2 separate regions of the Anas platyrhynchos genome follow, and region 1 is linked to region 2. Evidence: chromatin contacts called from public Hi-C data. All regions are on one chromosome and are shown on one strand. The core of a region is the stretch at or near the end of the contact, and the rest is flanking DNA. Distances in the headings are between cores, read along the strand shown.

What was found. A called contact is a pair of places that touch in the nucleus more often than the background predicts.
Region 1: a contact with region 2 is called in a Hi-C map of liver, with 2.1 times the contacts expected there. The contact joins two enhancer-like sites.

The regions. Positions count from the first base shown.
Region 1 is chr4:55,688,434-55,694,073 of IASCAAS_PekinDuck_T2T, forward strand. CHRNA9 (cholinergic receptor nicotinic alpha 9 subunit) reads right to left here. Exons shown (of 6, transcript XM_013109625.5): 6 at 5,281-5,640. Among named protein-coding and RNA genes, the nearest start is that of CHRNA9, 33 kb to the right of the region's middle. Within about 2 kb of position 2,553, at least 2 of the 8 cell types and tissues checked have an H3K27ac peak or open chromatin away from gene starts, as enhancers often do.
Region 2 is chr4:55,638,105-55,643,462 of IASCAAS_PekinDuck_T2T, forward strand. All of the region lies in intron 2 of RBM47 (RNA binding motif protein 47), which reads left to right. Among named protein-coding and RNA genes, the nearest start is that of RBM47, 44 kb to the left of the region's middle. Within about 2 kb of position 1,832, at least 4 of the 8 cell types and tissues checked have an H3K27ac peak or open chromatin away from gene starts, as enhancers often do.

The sequences.
Region 1 (5,640 bases), core at 1,303-3,802, 51 kb after region 2:
TGTAATATAATTACTTTTTTTTTTTTTTTTTTTTTTTTATCTTTGTAATACAAATTGCCTTTGGTTATTCAGCAGTAACACCCGAGTGCACCTGAAGGGTGAACATGCAAAAACTGCATAGCCCCAAACACCTCTATAAAGTGGTGGTCTTGTCCCCAGGGCACCAGCCACCCACAGGTGCCAGCTCTGATGGGATTTGGATTTAAAGCACTAATGGTGGGTAGCCTCTCTGCAGGCTCCTGAGCTTAGCCAAAGCAGCTATTCTAGAATAGTGCTCTATTTCTACATGTGCCATCTCTCTAAACCATCAAAAAGTACCTCTGGAAATAAAATAATAAAATAATAATAATAAAGTTCTAGTAGTTAACTAGGGAAATTACTAACATGATACACACTGTCCTGGCTAAGCATCCCCCTAAACGTATCAGGCAACAGCAAAAAAGCATCAAAGTTGTAATTTTTGTATTCCCTCTGGAGTGGTTTATTCACACACACACACTACAAGAAAATTGCTGAGTGCTTGCTGCAAGGCAAACCACAACAGCGGCCTCAATCCCAGCCAGACCACCAGCAGCAGGATCTTGGTACAGATATATAATGATATTTAGGTGCCTCATTTTTAATATCCTGAAGCATCTCATCAAAATGAGATGTCAAACCATGGTGACTCTGCCCCTTGGCTGTCACCAGTCTGTGATAAAGCCCCACTATCCACATACAAATTCTCCAATTTTAGGTCCCGTGATACTGCTCTCTTTGAAGTTCACCCTCTTGTAATCTTTTGGATGTCCTGTATGAACAGGAATTTATGAAGTCAGTAATTGCCCCATGTTCCTTTACTATAGGCAGGGTTGGTGTATATAATGGATTTAAGCCAATACTCATACCGATGTGGTTCATAATTACCTTGTTGTTCTGGCTGGATGTCTTTTGTGTTTGGAGGTTTTGTTTGTTTGTTTGTAAAGAAAATACATGCTATAAAACAGCAATTCAGCTGCTGCAGTGCAACAGAAATGAATGGTGACGTACATTTTGCTGCTGTACAAAGAAGTTCTGCTCCCCAAGCTGACCTGCCAGCAGCAGCTCTTGTTAGGGTTAGCACTTAATAACATTTCCAGGCCTGGGCAGTGCTAATAATCATCTCTGAGACAGCTAGTGCAAATCAATATTTGTAGCTAAGAGGGAAGGGGAAGGAATCACCCACCAAGCTGGGTTCAGGACGACCACCTCCAGGGAGTAGCTGGAAACAGTGTCCTGGAAGAAGGTTAGAGCACCAGCAAGGACCACTTGAACTGGACCAAATTACCTCCAACAGTCTTAATATACCTGCTACCTCATTTGAGTCGACCAGCCTCTGCTCTCCAGCCATCTTCCAACATAGGATTGCAATCTGACACAAAAGTGAAAGATTAAATCAGCATTTTGAAGAACCTTCATCTCTGGGAACAAGTGCAGGCTCAGATTACCACAGTGAACCTGCTGGAACAATCAGGAACCTCTGTATGACACATCCTGCCCCATTTCTACTGGCTTCTTCAGAAGTTACAAATGGCACATACCAGTGCTTCCATCTCTTGAAGTGAAAGCCAAATATTGAACTGCCTCAATGATTTCCCTTTCCTCAGCCTAACTGTACGTGGAGATGGTCTCATATACAGAAGAGATCTTTCATGTTAATATTACATTTGCAGTGAGCTGAGCATGAGATTTGCTGCAAATCAATAGCAAGAGCAAACAAACTCTTTCTTCCATGTCAGAGATGTTGCCCTACCCAGTCCCCATTTATGATTACTGAACTCAAGGAGACACGTTTACAGGGTGCAGGGAACAGTACCACAAGGCTAAAGTTGATTCCTATGCCCATATCCATACCATAACAGGATTCTTTCCACACACAGAAGAAAATATAAGGACTAAAGGACAAGTACTGAGGAGCTAAGAGTGAGACAGTCCAGTCAAGAAAGATCGGTGGAAGAAATCTGTTTGCCCAAAACCTGCTTTTCCAGGCTACTTGACATTGGTCAGAAGCTGTAAGTTAACCTGTCTCTGCTGACCTGATCCCAATGCCTCCGGCAGGCATTTTCTCTTTGTCTCAGCATTATGCCAGACTGCCCCGACCAGGTGTAGGACCACAGTCTGGACTGCTCATAAAGTCTTTGTTCCCCAGTACTCTGAAGACTAACAGACTACCTCCAGACAGTTCTGTTCATAATACTACTGGCCCCTGGGTCTGTAAATTAAAGCATAGCTTCTGAGGAGATGAAACACCCCTTTCAGAACAGCAGCCTTTGCACTGTCCCATAGGATACATTCCTTCATTTATCTAGACGTTAATAAAAAGCTATCAGCAGGAGAAATGCTAACAAGGCACCAAGTCTACATTACTTATTGCTTCTTAGAAAAAGGAAAACAACTACGATTAAGTGCAGGTGTTTTGAGGTTGGTTTTTGTTTTTTGTTTTTTAATCATTTATTTTTTAAATTGCCCACTAGTGCTGCCTTGAAGTGCCCGGGCAAGAAGAACAGCACTCGTGTGACCTCTAGAGGTCTCAGGAGTTAGGCGAGGAAAAGTCTCCACAAGAGGAGCTCTTGCAAGGTGCTGACTTCTTTGGCAGGCACCTGGGCCCCAGACATTTTCACGGTCACCCTGCACCTCTCCTCCCCTCACCCCAGCTGGCTCCAGCTGTTTTACATTTCTTCTTAACCTTGCCATCAGCCTTGCCATTTTCAGCCTCAAAAACTGCTGAACCCACACAGCTGAGAGCAGGGGCCATCCCAAACCAGGAACATGCACACGGGGCAGGAGCTCTGGGCTGCTTTGCTGCTGTCAACTCAGGAGCCCAGGGTCCCAGGGTAGTGCTCCTGGTGTGACAGAGCTTGCTGGCTAAAAGCACTGCTCAGAGTCATGTGTGGGTTCAACAGTGTGGTGCCAAATGAGTGCACGTCCTACACATTCCACTTTGAACCGTGGTGTTTAGAAATGCTCTTTGATCCAATTCAAACAACCTCTGCAGGGTAGTGAACATGGCATTCAAAAGCACTACTAAGGCCATGCACCTGAAGGTGACTGTGGCTACACAAAGCGTGGCCCTTATCTCAACACCAGACCCCTGAGCTAAGAACAGTAGGTAAAAGCAACACAAGTTTCACTCACCTCTTACTGGCAGCCTCCTAAACCATTAACATGCTGAACAAAAATAGACCCAACTGCAGCATATGACACATTTGGACAGCTCTGAACCAAGTCGAGTGTCTTGTGGAGGAAGCACATCTATCAAGTGCCTGTGAAAAGGCCCGTGAGCTGGACAGAAAATGGGTCTGAATAAACATGGGTGCTAGAGGGAACTTAGGGCAGCAAGGTATCCCCAGAGAAGTCAACCTTCCAGATGGTGTGAGTAGAAATCTTCATGCAGTTGAGGGCCCCTAGACACACTTACCTGCTGGAACAATGCAGAGGGGCAGGGTGGGATGGTGTGAGGTGACAGTGTCTCCTCAGGGGGTCCCACCTTTCCATCACAAGCTGCTGCAAGCTTGGACATACAAGCATAACACTAACAAAACATTAACAGCCACTCCTCTGTCACTTAAATGCAGCGAGCAGCTTGGTAACATTCAGCTAGAACCAAAAACACAGAATGAATGAAGAAGCCAGACCTACAACTTGCCTATGGTACACTAACGATACAACCATACATGCATGCATTAATCACAGTGCCTTTCTTTATTTGTTCACATTATACTGGCTCAGTCATTTCCTGCTAACATGCACTTAAACATGTTAATGGAGAATGCATGAGCAAACAGAAACAGAATACGTTATTATTACATAGTATTTAAGACCACTATCAATCAAATTTTATTAGTGGTAAAACATAGAAAGCAAATACAGTGAATCCTAATTTACTCATTTTATTCACTGAAGCTCTGCCTACAATCATATGGGTTACATTTAAGCAATAAAAATATATATGTATTTTTTGCTCCAATGCTCTTCTTCCTTTGCCAGCTCTGTCACTACGTTTAGAATAACACAAACCAATGTAGTGACAGACCAAAGGGAACACAAGCCAGTCTTTGGCATAGAGTCCCCATGCAACTCCCAACACCATAGATAAAATAATTTGCAGTGAAGATTAATAAAAATAATAGCATTGAAAAAATTGTTTCAAGTTCTTTTGTAACAGAAAAAAAAATGTGAGTAGATATGCTAACATTGTAAGGTACATATCCTGGCAAAGAATAAACATTCAGAATGGCAGAGAAAGCAGACAATACGCATTACTCAGAAAAAAAAAAAAAAAAAAAAAAAAAAAAAAAGCTCAACACAGTTCTAGGTAGGTTATTTAGAAGGTAGAAGTACTGAATCACATTTAAACCGAATCACATTTAAAACAAACATTTTCAGGAAGTAGAATGAAAAACTCTTCTCTTTAAAACTGCAGCTGCCATTTATCTTGATTTGTTCTTTCCAGATGTTCACTAGATTTGCTTTCTACTCTGAAGAAGTGCCCAAGAACAGACAGAGGCATTGATTAAGGAGGTATTGGGGAGGTATTGGGGAGGCAAGGACAATCCCCAGACATGGACTGTATATCTCGAAACAAGACACTGGAACTCATGATAAGGAAGCGGCAGACGGACAGAGAAACAAATGGAAGGACTATAAATCTCAAAATTGGACATTGGAATTCATTATAAAGATACAACAAACGGAAGAATTGGCAACAACCAGCTCTCGCAATTAAGAAACGTGCCAAATTCAGCAGATTCCTGACCAAAGGTGAAAAGTACACTGTGAGGAAGACTTGGGGTCTTCCTCCCAAAGACCCCTGCCCACGTCCCAAAGACCCCTGCCCACAATTCTTGGGAGGCTCTACGCAGGCGCAAGGTGCCAAAAGGCTAATTAGCATGAGAAGCGAGGGAAGGCGGGGATAGGTAATACATATGTATAGGCGCTTGTAGAATATTGATAGATTGATTGTATAAATTCAAGACTGCTTTCCGCTTGGGTATGCACGATAGGTGGAGAGATCCCCCGTGCATCCAGCGCTGCAATAAAGAATATACCACTTAAAGGAATTTCGGCTTCGATCTTTGAATCAATCTGGCACCCCAGATGGGACGACCTCTCTGCCGGTCCGCAGGACCCGCTGGGGACAGGACTCCCTAGGGTACCCCCGGGATTTCCCGGAGGGACTCCTCGACTCACCGGATCACTGCGGAGGCAGACAAGGACCCCATCATTGTAAGTGAGTATATTCTTTATTCTGGTTTGGTTTTCTGGTAGACCGGTCATCTGGGACTGTCCAGTAAGTCGGAAGGTGACTTCTGCAGGACAGTGTTTGGTATATACTTTGTGGTTAGTACCACAAGTATATTTGGGGACCTTGGGGTCCATCTGTATCTGGAACTGTCTGTAAGTCAGAAGGTGATCTTCTGCGAGGCAATATTTGGTATATACTTTGTGGTAAGCACCATAAGTATATTTGGGGACCTTAAGGAAAGAGCTCGCTTTAAGGTCCATCTGGAATTGTGTTGTTTATTTCGGTTTTCTGACTCATGGAGTATGGTATTTAACTATGGTTATTGTTACTGTGATTTTGGCTATTTTTCTGGTGGTAATAGTAGGTTCGTGGCATTG
Region 2 (5,358 bases), core at 582-3,081:
TACAGAGATAATAAATTTCCTGTCAGCAAGAGATTAATAGGGTCATTTTATTTATTTATTTATTTATTTATAAGAAAATTAATGTGGGGTTGGGTAAAGAAGCTGGGAGATTTTTTTAAAGAAAACCATCACCAGAATGAATGTACCAGTCTGGAGCATCTGTCCAAGTCAGCTTTCAAACAGGATTTATTTCTGATTCGTGCCCTATTCATCATTTATTCCTTTGCTGCTCATGTGGAAAGGAGCAGATCCAAACAGCAGGAAGATGTGGCCCCTTCCACGGGCCTAGAAGAGAAGAACATGAGCAGCAGAGACCTGGGAGTGCAAGGGGGGCTCTGTACCCTTGTCCCTCCCATTTGTGAGCGGGGACACATCAGGATGCACAAACACTACCCATGTTGGATGGGTTGGTGCTGAAGAGGAAGCACTCCAACCTCTGCAGTTTCTCAGGTCGTTAGATGGCAATTAACATAGCACCCCACGTGTAAAACGCATGACCAGGTAACAGGACACTTATTAATATGCCCCTGCCAAAATCTTTCCTCGGGGTGTTCCAGTTTCTTGCTGGGGCCAAGATGTTCAATCATTAACTGCACCCAAAATCTGCGAGCCAGGTATTTGCTGGGTGATGGGACCAGGTTCCCACAAACACAGCTGTGCCGTCAGCTGCTTGTTAGATGGCTCTCTCCCTCCTACTCCAGATCATTTGTAAAAATAGCCCGTTTCTTCTGCACAGCCTGCCAGCCCCAAAGCATAACCCCCTCCTTATGCCTGGCTGTGAAATACGGCTTTCCCATTCACCTGCTAGCAGCAGGATGTTTTTCTGTACAAGCTGGATGTAATAGCACAGTATTTCATTCGTGGTGTTCAGTGCTTTGACGCTCTCAGCAGCAGGCTGTGCTGTGAAATGTGTGTGTGTGTGTGCATTTTTGCAGTATGTTTCTTGGTTTTGCAGGGTTGGTTTTCAGCAGGAGTGGCAGGGCAAGGTGGGGCACGGTACCAAAGGACAAACCATCCTCTGGGTGCTCAGCTTGGCAACGTAACCTTGAGCACAGTGTGCGTGCATGGGAACATCACACCAAGTGATGGATAGTTAGGTGCAAGTGTCTCTGCATTTATAACTGAAATAACCTTATAGCCATATGCCTGAATTTCAGAGAACTACTTCACTTCTAAGCAACCAGCAGGAAAACACGCTTTTCCTCAACTGAGCTGGGGGCAGGTTTCAGTAGAATCACACAAATCTTCTGAGATACAACAGATGAACATTTGTGGCTTGCACCTTCTATCTCAAAATTTATTTATTTATCCTACTGGTCACCATTTGTGTTTGGAGACTCTTTCATAACCAGCAGTTTTCACTCTGGTGGGTGCAGGGATCCTCTGGGAAGGCCGTGCTGCATCAGCCCAGGCAAGCACACCCAGCACAGCCTGGTCTGTTTTGTCTGTCGATGGAGCCATGTCTGGGCTTTGTTTCAGGAAGAACTGGTGGCTGTGTCCAAACAAGGACCCAAAAGCAGACATTTATGTGGTGTGGATGCTCAGCAGACCAGGACAGAGCATGACCTGGGGAAGCAAGCTGTTGCACGGTGCAGATGTGCAGCCGGCACTGCCCTGAGCTGCTCCAGGGACCAAAGCAGGCAGAGCATTTCCTCAGCAGGGGCAATGGAAAGGACACGTACCTTCCTCTGTGTCCCTTCTCCAGGCCAAAGGGAGGTGCAGCACAGGCAGCATCCAGCCCTTCCTCCACTGGTTGGTGAAACATCAGTCCTCCTGCAAGCTTCACTGGGTGTAACTGGCTTGAGCCTCCTGCTAGGGGTGGAGGAGCTCTTGGACAGCCACAAGCTGCTTACTTTTCCAGTGCTTCACTCCATAAGGGCACAGCATGACCCACACTGTACTCTACTCCCCGAAACATGATGCTCCTTCAGAAGGGAGTATCCACAGCGCAGCTCCTCCACAAGAGACAAGAGCTAAGGAGGGGGTTATGTTATGGCTGGTTGAGATATTTTTTTTAAAACAAAACATAGTTTCAGTGGAAAGCACGCATGATTAGAAACAAAAGCGTTCAGAAGGAATCACAACTGCAATTAAAGATTCATGTCTAGGCTGTAATCTCTGGGCCAAACCAAGAGAACCGCTCCACAGCAGCCAGGAGGACAGAGCCAACCTGAGATGTGAGACCCCCAGCAGCAGCATTTGTCATGGGACTCTTGCATGCAGTTCTGCCACCTAAACGCAACATATTCATCTTCCCCCAGCCTTATCTCCAGCCATCAGTGACTCTTTCCAAGCTAGGAACTCACACCAGGAGTAGTAAAACATTGCACTCCCAGCTTGACAGGCATTTAGGGACTCTTTTGACAGGTAGTGATAGGTTCTCCCTGCTGCTATTACAGATTTTCCCTGCTTTCTTGCAGTTCCTTATTCTCTTTGATAAGCCCAGTCTAAATTTATTGTTATATTCATTCTGGCTGTAAAGTTGAGCAACTGTTGCCTTCCCTGTTCTGATGAAAAACAAGAACAATGTTTGGTATTAAACAATACATTGTTTTGGGGCTTTTGCTGCTTTTGAGAGTAAGAACATCAGAAACAAAGCCCAATAATGGGGTAATAAATAATCCATCTTTTCTCTTTGCAGAAATCAGCACACAACAGTGTGCTGTACATTGGCTTTCAGGGGTTTCCAAACCACCAGGTAGACAACTAGTGAGATTGTTCCCTTATACATCCTTATTAAAGGAGATTTTAACTCTTTAGATATCTACCTGTCTTAGGTGTTGGTTGCCTGTTTTTATTAGGTCAGCTCTTTCTGAATATGTCTCCTTTGCAATTATTGTCTCAAAATTAACCACTGTTATAAAGAGCAACTGAAAGATGAGAAAAACAATTTCTCTTTCAACCATTATGTTCCTTCTGTGCATTACCCACTTTCTAGGAAAGGACAGAAGGAAGGAAAGGAGCTCTCTCTGCAGCCAATAATTCTGCTAATGAACTGAAAAAGCAAAAACAGCAGGCAGGGTTTTCCAAACACATCTATCCCTTTCATGAGTGCAATAATCCAATATTTAACCTCTCTGCTGTAAACCATACCATTAGATGTTTTCAATACTTCTGTGACATCCCAGTAACTTTGCATTTGTATCTGTAGCATACTTAAGAAAGCTTAAATTTAGTGGTTTTGGAGCAAGAAGGACCATTTCTAGAGTCGGTGTTAATTTAAAAATAAGTTATATGCTTAACAAAATGAACATGTAGCATAGCCTTGGAAATCTGATTTTTACTCAGGGTTAGAATGTAACTGTATACTTTTTTTTTTTTCATAGTTTTGTTGTTAAGGTTCCTGCTAGTTCAGCAATGTAACAATTAAAGTTTGTGTCTGAAAGACTGAACTTTTGTTTTTTTTGATATGTTGTCATTTTAAGGTATGGGTATTTAAAGTCAGACCTCCCGAGGCCAATACCTAGGCACTTACACAGTTTTCAAAGGCTCTTGATCATGCTTAGCTCCTACTTATCTCAGTGGGAATTTGACAGACATGGACTGGAGGATTTAACATCATTATAACCGGATGATCTATGAATAACAGAACGTATTAAGTCTGGTTCTCTGCAGTGCCACCATAGGAATGCAGAGCAATTCCAGCTCCAACCTTTGTATTTCTCCCTTGCTCCTTTCTGCACCCCCTTCCTTTTGGGCTGAGCAGGTTTGGGGTCTGTTTGGGGTGCACATGCACTCAGCCACAGGTCATTCAGCCCTGCCAAACACTGCTTCTTGGGGCAGGGAAAAGCCTGGCTATAACCACCTCACCCTGAGGCAGAAACAAATTGCATTTCTCTCATTCAGCCCTGGTTTTCCTGAAGCTGGCCAGCAGGTTCAGAAGTTATGAATGAGTAGAATGGGGCTGGCCACCATGACACGGTTTCATACACCAGGGTTGTTTTTAGGAAACCAGGATGAGAGCACCAAGTGTTCATCACAAACAGGAAAAGTGTGCAGGACCTGGGAATCGTATGCAAACAGGGAAATCAACTCCTAGGCAAAGACAACAAGGTCTATTCATTACCTATTTGCTCTGTCACAGTGACAAATACTGTGCAGAAATGCATTCCCTCTCCTTCCAAACTTAAATGTCCAAAGTAGTTTACATCTGTGAACTTTGAGTTTCACAGAAGCTCTACTTCCGGACTGCCTGTGGTAAGCTGGAGTGGCTTTAGACATTTCACCATGAGTTACTGCTGGACTTTGCTCCCTTCAACATGCTGACCTTTGGCCAGCTGGGGTAGGAGGAGAAGCTGGTTGCTCTTGGTGAAACATGATCACAGTGTACCCAGGGAGGGACCTTTTGTAAAGTGCCCCTTAATCAGCTCAGGTTGTCATTTAGGGTTTGCATTGATTTAGGTTCTCCTGATAATTTCACTAGAAGAGCATTTCAAAGCATGATTTCTGTTGTTTCTGTGACCTAAGAAGACCCCACCATGGTTGACCTAAGAAGACCTCACCAGACGGCCTTACAACTTAGACATGAAGGTCTTTTCTATCTTGAAGCTGACCACGCTCTGAGTACAACTGAGTATCTTTGTTAGAAACTGACAGTCACTTAGAGGTTCCTGCCCTTGGTTGTATGTGGTAGCAGTAAGATCCACGATGGATAATTTCCTTCATTTGTCTAAAATTTACAACCCTCCAGCTTCAGGAGGCACTGCAGTTATGCTGTTGCTGAAGCATAGGGAAATGAATCACATCCAGAGCCAACGTGTCGTCAGGCTTGCCTCTTCCTGTGAAGTGGGCACACGCTGAGTCAGAGCACACACCAGCCAGCATCTGTGGTGGCTCTCAGGGGCCATGTCCAAGCCCTGAGTGTCTCCCCAGCCACCATCTGTCCTCCTCTTCCTCACAAAAGTAGGAGCATTAACTCTATTCTTGCTCCAGGTCACAAGTGGTCCATGGCCTACGTAGCAACCATCGCACTGTGTGACTGCATATTACGTTGAATATTGAATATTACGTTTAATCTTCTAAGGATTTCAATAACAGACCAAAGTAACCTTTTCATGTGTATAAAATGGTCTTTTCAGAAGTAAATGTGTGAATACAAAATTGTACGCTTTTTTCCTGTCTGAAATGACGTACCTCAATTATTGCATAAGGAAATGACTTTTGCTTTGTTGGCATCACCAATGTACTTAGGAAATTACATGCAAGGCAATTTTAATCCACTTAGGTTTCATTTTTAATAATAATTGTTCCCAAAAGAACTGAGAATTTCCAAAGAATTTCCATTATAATGACACAAAAGCAGTCACAAGCCCCAGTATAACCTTACTTCTCTTCATTGCTCTTGTGGCACATCCTCTG